Regions from separate parts of the Mus musculus genome. Here region 1 is linked to region 2. A link is a contact called in public promoter capture Hi-C data. All regions are on one chromosome and are shown on one strand. The core of a region is the stretch at or near the end of the contact, and the rest is flanking DNA. Distances in the headings are between cores, read along the strand shown.

What was found. Promoter capture Hi-C pulls out the DNA fragments that hold promoters and counts their contacts.
Region 1: a promoter capture Hi-C map of cranial neural crest shows a contact between it and region 2. The contact joins the promoter of Matn3 here to the enhancer-like site in region 2. A contact is called at or near these places in 9 of 39 promoter capture datasets (the C10 cell line, cranial neural crest, embryonic stem cells and 4 more), 1 of 484 Hi-C or Micro-C datasets (pre-megakaryocyte-erythroid progenitors), 1 of 115 datasets of contacts at active chromatin or transcription factors (cardiomyocytes) and 4 of 9 other capture datasets (adipose tissue, embryonic stem cells, liver and 1 more).

Annotation. Positions count from the first base shown.
Region 1 is chr12:8,944,076-8,949,339 of GRCm38.p6, reverse strand. Matn3 (matrilin 3) reads right to left here and starts at 1,411. Exons shown (of 8, transcript NM_010770.4): 1 at 1,089-1,411. The coding sequence starts at 1,296.
Region 2 is chr12:8,711,013-8,716,403 of GRCm38.p6, reverse strand. It overlaps Pum2 (pumilio RNA-binding family member 2), which reads right to left. Exons shown (of 21, transcript NM_001160220.1): 6 at 2,774-3,044; 7 at 2,467-2,560. Among named protein-coding and RNA genes, the nearest start is that of Pum2, 39 kb to the right of the region's middle. Within about 2 kb of position 3,018, at least 6 of the 459 cell types and tissues checked have an H3K27ac peak or open chromatin away from gene starts, as enhancers often do.

The sequences.
Region 1 (5,264 bases), core at 162-2,661, 230 kb before region 2:
GCAAATCACAGGAGGAGACAGACCATGCAAAACAGCCAAACACCACGGCTGGCCAGATGAGCCTGAACGCCTAAAACATGGTTTGCTATAGCCTCTTTCAAGTGAAGACCAGACAGACTAGAGCTGGATCTTTGGGTAAGAAAGAGGCAATCTTCTGTAAGTGGTGCAGAAACTTTGGCAAGCTGTACAGTGGACGGAGCCCCTGCTTGACTTTTGGGGTTTTGATTTTCACTCAGGGGATCTGATGTTGATTTTGGTTTTGGCTTTTTTTTTTTTCACTATGTTAATCCTTGAGGTCCCTGTATGTCTTGTGAGGGGTCATGACAGGTGTTTATCAGCTTCTCTGGGCTCTGTAGATTTGTTCTGCTCAGAGCAATGTTAGTGGCTGGGGGTAGGGGGGAGTGGAGTTGTTCGTCAAAGACCAGACCTGTCTGGTTCTTTGGGGACTGACAGAGTATAGTTTGGAGTGTGGGGCCCAGTCGGTATGAGCAGAATCCCAGGGCTGGGGCAGAACAGAGTAGGGTTCTAGAACAAGATCCTCCCTGGACACCTAAATGGCAGCTTGGTTTGCCATCCTACTCTCACTTCCTACACCTCCGCTAAGTCGTGCCTTTTTCCATATTCTGAGTCTCCTCTAAATCCTTTCTTCTTAGGAAAAAAGGCACACAGTGAATGCAAAATAGACGAAGATTTCCAGGTAACAGCAAACAGAGTGTCAGGAAAAGTTTGCTCTCCCTAGCCAAAAGACCAAGGCCAGATAGAGCTGGGAGCCCCCATTCCCTGGCTGGCGCTCCTACAGGTGCACGTTGCCCCCTTCCCAAATCACAAGGAAATTCAGGATACCAGATGCTATATGCGCATGACCTTACATTCTAGCCCTACCCGCTCCCCTGCGTTGTCAGACCCTCAGTTTCTGAGCAGGACTGCAGGGGGAAAGGATGCAGCACCCTGCCTGCCTGAGGCTGGGATAAAGGCACGTAGATGTAGCATGCTACGTTCCTGGGTCCCGGCCCCTCTTCCCTCCTCCCAGCTATGGCTGTGGCACCCTCTCTGGAGAATAAGTTTACCACCCACCCACCCCACTGTACCTGCGCCGCGGCCCCCGGAATATGGCGCGCGGGTGGAAGTAGCCAGAGCAGAGAGATGCCCAGGGCTGCCTCCGGGGACTCGTGTCCCCAGCCGGCGGACGCTCGCGCGGGCCAAACGTCCAGGAGCAGCCAGGGAAGGCAGGAGCAACAGCGGCCAGAGCAGCAGCAGAAGCCCCGGGAGGTGGCGTAAGGGGGCTGAGAGCAACATGATGGGCTTGACGACCTGCCGGGGTCTGTGAGCCGCGAGGTAACTGGGGTACACAGGGTCAGAGGTCTCAGCCATAGGGCCTCACATTGGCAACCAATTTAAAGGTCCCGCTTCTGAGGCTCCGCCCCGCCCCGCCCACTAGAAGGCCTTGCCACGAGAGCCCGGGAACCGCCAAAGGCCAACAAGAAGCCCTGTCTGTGCATTCCAGTGGCAGGAGCGGAATGTCTGGGACTAGGCGGCCAGCGGCACAGTGGTCACTGCCCGCCTAGTCCGGTGGGCTCGGCTGGGTGCCTCCTGGCCGATTGCCTCCTTGTAAAACCAGGCTAGGATTGGGGGACTCCTGCTCTATCCCGGCCAGATCTGTGCCCCCAGATTCTGTTTGACAAACTTCAAGTTCTGTACCCACTGCAGAACAAGAGCCTCACACAACGCACCTTTCACCGGCCAAGAAAACTTGCTGTGATTTTTTTTTTTTTTTAAGGATAGGCCTCACAAATTCTAGCATCGTGAATGGGATGCTTTTAGCCCCGTTTTAAATATTCATAAACATTTAAACTTATACTACCAGGAATAGTAAATCAAACATATACTTCCCCAAAGAGCCTCCGGTTTGCTGGAAGAACACCCACTTCCTCTCCGGAAGAATAACCAGCACAGGGCTGGAAACTGCTCGGGAGACCTTCAACTCACTGTGTGAGAGAAGATGCACAGATAGTATACTGTTAGGGGAACGTGATGGGTTATAAAAGTGGCCTGTGTGCGTAGGAAGGGCTTCTAACAGGGGAGGAGAGCTGAGCTGGATTTTCAACCACTGCAATGAGCATGAATGAGTCTCAACAGAGCCGATCCAGTCTTTTCTGCCACGACTGTTGCCTTTCTACCATCCAGCGCGTGGTAACCTGACAGTCATGTCTCCTACAAATTATACAACAGCTAAGAGGTAGAGGTAACCTGGTGTCCTCTGGGTGAGTGGATACACAGAAGATAGTATCTGCATGTCTTAGGGTTACTATGGCTGCGATGAAACACCATGACCAAAGTAGTGTTGAGAGGAAAGGGTTTATTTGGCTTGCATTTCCACATTGCTGTTCAGCATTAAAGAAAGTCAGGACAGAAACTCAAGGCAGGAACCTGAAGACACGCGCTGATGCAGAAACCACAGAGGAGTGCTGCTTGTTGGCTTGCTTAGGCTGCTCTCTTATAGAACCCAGGACCACCAGTTCAGGAGTTGCTCCACTCACAATGGGTTGGTCCCTCTCACATCGCTCACTAATTAAGAAAGTGTCCTACAAGCTTGCCTACAGCTCGATCTTACAGAGGCGTTTTCTCAGTCAATATTCTCTCCTCCGATGACTCCAGCTTATGCCAAGTTGACAAAACTAACCATCACACTGCATGTATGAATACTAAGCAGCCTTCGAGATAAAGTTCGAGGGCATGTTGCAAGGTGAAATAAGCCAGCCACAGGAGACATGTTTAGAATGATACCGTTTGTAAGGAGTATCTAAAGTAGTCAGTTTGCATTGAAACAGTGGAAAGCTGGCTCCTGGGAAACTGGGAAGGAAGGCAGTTGGAGTTGATTGGTGGCTGTAAGCTTTCAATTCTGCAAAATGAGAAGTTGTGGAATCCGATCCCACAGTAACATGAACACACTGCTGTAGTTAGAATGTGCACTCTTCACGTTCAGAAGTCGGGAACTTAAGCCTCAAGGTCCCAGACTACTTGGGAAATAAGCATGCCTGAAAGAAGTCACGAGGGAACACTGCCACGATGGCATTAGTGGCTTTCTAAGAAGTGTTGGTCTGGAGAGCTGGCTCTGGTGGGTGAAGTATAAGGACCTGAGTTCTGAACCCCAGAATTCACATCGAGCTGGGTACAGTAATCCACACCTGTAACCTCAGCACTTCTACAGTGGGACACAGCCACAGACAATAAAGAGAGCCCATCTCAAACAAGGCTGGTGCTCAAGAGCTACACTAGAAGTTTTGACCTCCACACCCATGATGCAACAAACCCATGCCTTAGTTACATACATAAACGCACACACACACAGGAAAAGAGAAAGTGGCTGGGGGAGTAGCTCAGCAAAGTGTCTGCTTAGTGTGCGTGAAGCCCTGGGATTGGTCCCAAGCACCATATAAACCATGCAGGCTGATAAATCCAGGCACACACGGAGGCAGGAAAATGGGAAGTGTCAATGTCATCCTCTGCTACAGATCAAGTTCAAAGCCGGCACGATGTCTCCGAGGGGGCTGGGGAACAGTCGATGAAGAGATGAGCTGCCTTGCTGACCCTGCATGTGATGAGCTCTTGAGTATAGGCAACAGGAACACAAGGACAATGTTTGAACTGTTCACTGCTCAACTCCCAGAAACTGGACCTTGGCACATGATGGCTCTCGGTCAAAGATAAGACTGAGAGGCCAGAAGACAGCAGTTCCTGGAATAGAGCTGTTTTGACTTACTGTGGCAGGGTGGTCATCATGTGTGAGAGAGCGTTTGAAGAAGAAACAGCCGGGCTCTGCTTTTTCAGAGGAAAGGCTTTGCTCTGTTCCATCTCATGGACAGACAACAGACTTCTCTGTGTTGGACATCAGTACCACACAGTAGCCTTCCTTGACCTTTTTTCAGCAAGGTGTTGGTTCCTCAGCCACCACTAGGCTCCCACTGGGGTAAAATAACACCAAGACAATGGTCTGATTTATAGTTGCCTGTGAGCAACTGTGTTTAAAAAAAAAAAAAAAAAAGAATTATTGAACCAAGACTAAGGAATAAATTATGGGTAGTTTTTTTTAAATATTTCATTTTAATGTTTCTGTATTGACTTTTTTTGTTATTTTTAATTTTTGGAACTTTTTTTTTTTTTTTTTTTTTTTTTTTTTTTTTTTTTGCAATAGGGCCCATGTGGCTCTAGCTAGCCCAGAACTAGCTATGTATATCAGGTTGGTTTTGAACTCACAAAGATGGACCTGGCTCTGCCTCCCAAATGCTCAGACAAAAGAAAGGCATGTGCCACCATGCATGGATAAGATCTGTTTGTTTTTATTTTATGTATATGGGTGATTTTGTGTGTGTGTTTGTGCACCACATGAGAGTCTAGTAGCCACAGAAGCTAGAACGGAGCACAGATTCATCTAACCTGAAGTTCCAGATGAGTGTGAACCTCCACCCAGATGCTGAGAACTGAACTCTAGTCCTCTGCAGAAGTGTGCACTCGGAGCCATCTCTCCAGCCCACTCCCTACTGCCATGATTTATACTGTACTGTATATTAGAACTTGTATCTACAGGGAGACTTCACCTACCACCCCTCTAGGACTAGTTCTCAAATCTGTACATTACATTTGGAACTCTCCTTTGGAACTCTCTCCCTAAAGATCACAGAAGTGCTTTACTCAACACATCTAAGAGTGAACTTCACGTCATCCCCCATAACAGGTCTTCCTCCCTTCGTTCCACTATACCTCTGGCTGCACAGGCATGACCCAACCTTGACATCTCTGGTCCATCTGGTATTAAATAAACCGTCAAATATTCTAGCCACATCTGCTTAATCCAACTCTCAAGAATGATCTCAAATCACTCCATGGGAAACATATCTTTATTTTTCCAGCCAGACGGGATGTCTGAAGGAGGGATCAAGGAGAACAGAAAACACACTTAAAGAAATAATGGCTAGGGGCTGGAGAGATGGTTCAGTGGTTAAGAGCACTGACTGCTCTTCCAGAGGTCCTGAGTTCAATTCCCAGCAACCACATGGTGGCTCACAACCATCTGTAATGGGATCTGATGTCCTTTTCTGGTGTGTCTGAAAACAGCTACAGTGTACTCATATAAATAAAACAAACATTTTTTTAAAATGGGTAAAGAATTTCCATACATGATGAAACCCACAAACCCACAGATCTGAAGCCCTCAATGAACTCTAGGCACAGCAAACATTTGAGACCACAAAGCCAACCTTAAGTAA
Region 2 (5,391 bases), core at 1,769-4,268:
AAATTGTCAAGATTGTTTAAGTCCTGTAAGATACAAGTACCAACTAATAAATGAACTCTCTCACACACACAGACACACAGAGGCAGGAACCCCGCCCAATTCTAGATCAGGCTATATAGATTAGCTCACCAGTGAAGTATGTTTGCTGCTCTTACCAAGTTCTCTTCCTAGCACCTCATCAGCTCCTAAGTGTGCTTCTCCAACTACAGGGAATCTGATACTCTTTTATGGTTTCCAAGAACACCCACAAGCACATCATCACACTAACTGAATACATATAAATAAAAATACACTTTAAAAGGAAAGCAATTGAGGGAATCAACTCAGGGTTTCTTGTGTACTATACAAGCACTTTAACAATTGAACTACAACCCACAACAAATTTTAAGCACTTATCAACACTAGATTTGAACTATTCTATGCATTCATTAATAAGGATAATTTATGCCATGTTAATTTTTCCAAAGTATATTTTTAAAACCCAAAATCTGATCTTCTAGAAGTAGGTGATTTTGAAGTTCATACCTCCCACCACAAAAACAAAAACAACTCCAAAAACTTTCAAAATTGCAAAGACTAACAGCTGTGAAATATTAAAACATACCATAAAGGTCCAAGTAATAAAACCTGTGTATTTCATGAGCAATTTCATGAGCAGGTGCAATTCATACATTTTAACAGTACAAAGGTTAAATTAATAAATACACGGATAAAGGATGCCCAGGAAGAAAGGAAGGAAGGAGGCCAGGTAGATGCTGCAATTATAATGGGTGTACTGGCTAGTTTTGTGTCAACTTGACACAGCTGGAGTTATCACAGAGAAAGGAGCTTCAGTTGAGGAAATGCCTCCATGAGATCCAACTGTAAGGCATTTTCTCAATTAGTGATCAAGGGGGAAAGGCCCCTTGTGGGTGGAACCATCTCTGGGCTGGCAGTCTTGGGTTCTATAAGAAAGCAGGCTGAGCAAGCCAGGGGAGGCAAGACAGTAAAGAACATCCCTCCATGGCCTCTGCATCAGCTCCTGCTTCCTGATCTGCTTGAGTTTCAGTCCTGACTTCCTTGGTGATAAACAGCAGTATGGAATTGTAAGCTGAATAAACCCTTTCCTCCCCAACTTGTTTGTGCAGGAATAGAAACCCTGACTAAGACAATGGGTATATGTATATTTTCATTTATCTTTGTAAAAGCCCCAAGTAAAATTCCTAGGAAGCCTTAACAGCACTAATACAGAACAATAGACATTTGAGGGAAAACAAACAAATTAGTCCTTAAAGAGCACTTGAGGGCTGGAAACAGTTCAGCGAGAGAGATCCAGAGACCCCAAAGTTCAATTCCCAGCCCCCCAGTCCCCGCACCAAGAAAAAAAAAAAAAAAAAAAAAAAAAAGAAAGAAAGGAAAAGATAACAAAGAAATCCTACCACAAAACACTTGCAACTAAAAAATAAATTACGTTTATCCAAAATCAGGTAGTTAGATATATAGTGATAAATGATACAAAACTATATATGCTCTGTATTAATAACATCTTGCTAGTTTTCATATACTACAATTATATAAGGAGAATTAGAAGAAACTAGACAGAAGGGTATGAGGAACTCCCTGTACTTAATTTTATAATCTATTATTACCTTTTAAAAAGCCCCCAAATATATTACATTTAAACTTATTTCACTCCACATCTACTATTAAGAGTCAGAATCAGAGGGCTGAGAAGAAAAACAAAACAGTTATTAGCATATTATTATCATCTATATTATTAAACAGTAAAGATGTGCAAGTGGTAGGAAAAACAAGAAAGACAAAAATAACTAAATATAGACAACAAAACATGTACCAAACTTGAATTTTATCAGTAATAATTATATGGCTGAGTTAATTCACATTAGTTAGAACTAGATATCAAAAAAGTTAATTTTACAGAAAATTTTTTAGTATTCTTGTTTTAGATTAAATCTAAAAATGAGCGTTCTGACTGGAAAATAGATTATATAAATAATAACATTTTATTTCTAGATCTTTGATTACCAATTATCAACTGAGAAAAAAAATCTTAAAAACTAACAACATTTATCAAGTATAAATTTTCAAATGTATGTGTGAGTGTGTTTTCACGCCACAGAGCACATGTGGAGGTCAGATGATAACCTGTGGAGCTGGCACTCTCCTTCCCCATAGATCCTGGATTTTAAGATCAAATTTGGGTCATCAGGCTTTGTGACAAACGCACTGGAGCATCTTGCTGGCCCAAATTACAGACAGATTTAACCAATGATGCAAATAATCAAAATGATTCCCTCCATTAATCATAATCTTTAGTGTGTAATCTGTTACTACTAACCTCAGAGGTGTTTCAGAAAGTAACAAAATGTAAACAAGACATTAAGAAATAAAAGGAAAGTTTAAATACATTAATACCAGCTTTTTCTTCTAATAATGAAAAGGTGTAACTTAATTGAAAAGACTTACCTATATGTGGCTGCTGAGCTGCTGCTAATGCATACTGCTGCTGCTGAGCTGCAGTTAACTGCTGAACTGTTAGTGCACTAGTCCTCTGAAAGAGCTATCCAGGAAAATATTTAATACAAAGATTAATACCAAAACATCGCAATTCTCATTAAAAAGCTATGAATATTTTAAACACTTATTTGAAGAACTTTCTTAACCATAATGACATTTTAATCAATAAAGCATTAAGTGTCAAAACCCTTATCATTCCTAGTGAGTCATACCACTTCAGATTTCACTAATAATAGTGTTACAGAAGTCTCTTTACCTGCTGTTGGGAATTGTAGTCAAAAAGGCCTACAGTAGCTCCTGAAGAATCCATGGGTACCTGATTACCAGGATAGTCAAACTGTAAGGAATCCAGACCAACTTGGTCCATTGCATCCAGATTCTGAGTTTCAGGGTTTGAAAATTCTTCAACAAGTGGTTTATTCGCTGTCGGATTAGGAAGAGGGCCCAATCCTTCTGGGGGATTAGTACTAGGGCCAAGGCGCTCAACTACTTCAGTTGGAGAGGCTTGGCGACTTCCAGGAGTGCGACTAAGTAAAGAAAACAGAAGAGCACTATGAGTAAACGGAGCAAATCCAAGGGTAAATAAAATAGTTAAGTATGAAGGGGAAAAAAGTCCCAAAATATGAAGAATAAGTAAGGCTTTCTGAGTCATCAAATGTTCCATTTCTCATATCTTTTCCTATTTCGTAACTACTTAAGGTAACAGTTTCAGTATTTTTAATTTTATCACTCTCCTCAATTTGAATAGCATAATCATATAACTCAATCATACAGATAAGACAAAGACACAGGTAAGAAAATTTGTCAAAATTTACAACTATACTACTTGAAACTTTTGTCTAAAGCCATAGACAAAAATTAAGAATAAAAAACAACTATTAAATAACAAATATGGCAAAAAAAAAAAAACCCCAAATATGGCAAAGCTCAAAATTCCACTTATCAAAAAACTAACCAGACATGATGGTTAAGTTTCCGTGAGTGAAAGAAATCTAAACTAAAACAAAAGCTGACTCACAACTGTGACTTTCAAAGGTTTTTTTCTGTGCAAACCCTTTTATCTTTTGCACTTGCTTCCTTAATGAGAATAAATGTAAGACTGGGTAGTTTTAGCTAAAAGAACAGAAGAGCAAGCAAGAAAGGGAGTAGCAGCCAAACAGCGAGCCTTTATGAAAGCCCTATACAATAAACAGCTACCCAAAGATCATCTCTACTGTTCCAAGTTGTTTCTCTTTAAAGGTAAATGTAGTAAATTTTGAAAACTTAAAAAGTATACAGAACACACACAATTTTATATAAACAAAATACCAACCCCGCTGCACCACACTACCCTAATTTTCACAAGAAATTCACTAATACTGAATTAAAATTTCAGCATTGGTTTCTCTTCTCATCAACATTGTTCATGTTTCTGACATACTACTACTACTACTACTACTACTACTACTACTACTGATGATGATGATGATGATGCAGTATTCTGCCTGCATGTATACCTGCAGGCCAGAAAAGGGGTCCAGATCTCATTATAGATGGTTGGTTGTGAGCCACCATGTGGTTGCTGGGAATTGAACTCAACCTCTGGAAGAGCAGCCAGTACTCTTAACTAGTGAGCCCCTCTAATATTCTTTTTACACTGTTTTTAATCCTAACATAGTCTATCTTTTCTTATATATGTTTTATATAGGAATCTTACTTTAAGTGTATTGCTCTGAGAAACTATGCATTCATAACACATTCAAAGTATATAAGTACCTAAGTTTAGTAGTAATGAGTGTTTTACTTGTGTCGAACACCAGCTGTTCATCAAACTTAACAGCCTCTAATTTAAGATGTTCCACACTGGCATAAGTTTGCTATCATACAGCAGTTTACAAAGTAATTCTTTTTTTGTTTGTTTATTTGTTTGTTTGTTTTTGTTTTTTCGAGACAGGGTTTCTCTGTATAGCCCTGGCTGTCCTGGAACTCACTTTGTAGACCAGGCTGGCCTGGAATGCAGAAATCTGCCTGCCTCTGCCTCCTGAGTGCTGGGATTAAAGGCGTGAGCCACCACGACAAAGTAATTCTTAATTAAAACCACTAAGTACTTAAAACATTCATGCTACTTCCAAGTCAATCACTGTTTTTGCATATTGGATTTCAAATGTGTTTTTCCTTTAGCCATAGCATACCTGCCTTTTGTGGTTTTTTTCACTTGAAACATTTAAGAAAAAACAAACAAACCAAAACAGAGCTTCTTAGCCAACTTAAAAAAAGGTGGAATAGTCCTACACTTCATTCCAGTAATGTATATATTCCTGACATGTGTTACTAACAAATTTTAATGATAAACTTGAAAGAGATCATATGGTCACAGCAATTTTTCTTAAGCATTTTTACATGACAAGTACTAACTGATACTGTATTTAACTAGTAATTTCAAACACATATTTAAAATCTAGTGGAACAAAACCCACAAATTAGATATTCATAGTCATGTTTAAAAGGGAGCAATAAACTTTCACATAAAACAACTCAATACAGCAAAAGCAGAGAACAAAAGAACATACTGTGTTTTCAGTGGTGCTATTTTCTTGCTATAGTTAATGGTGTGTTAACACTTCAATTATAAATATATAAAAATCAACCAAGTTTGAAATGCCTGACTTTCACTAAAACTTAGTAGCAGAAAAGAAAAATCAGGAAAGGATTCTAAATAAAGAACAATATATTGTTTTCCTTGTCAAAAGAGGTTTACTGATTTGGATGCTTTTTTGCACTAGGAACAGATGAAAATGGTTCTTTAACAGAGACTATTATTCTTTGTTAGGTGAAGGCAATAAATACAGAAACATACAAAGCACCAAGTAACCCTTCCTTTATCCATCACGAGGT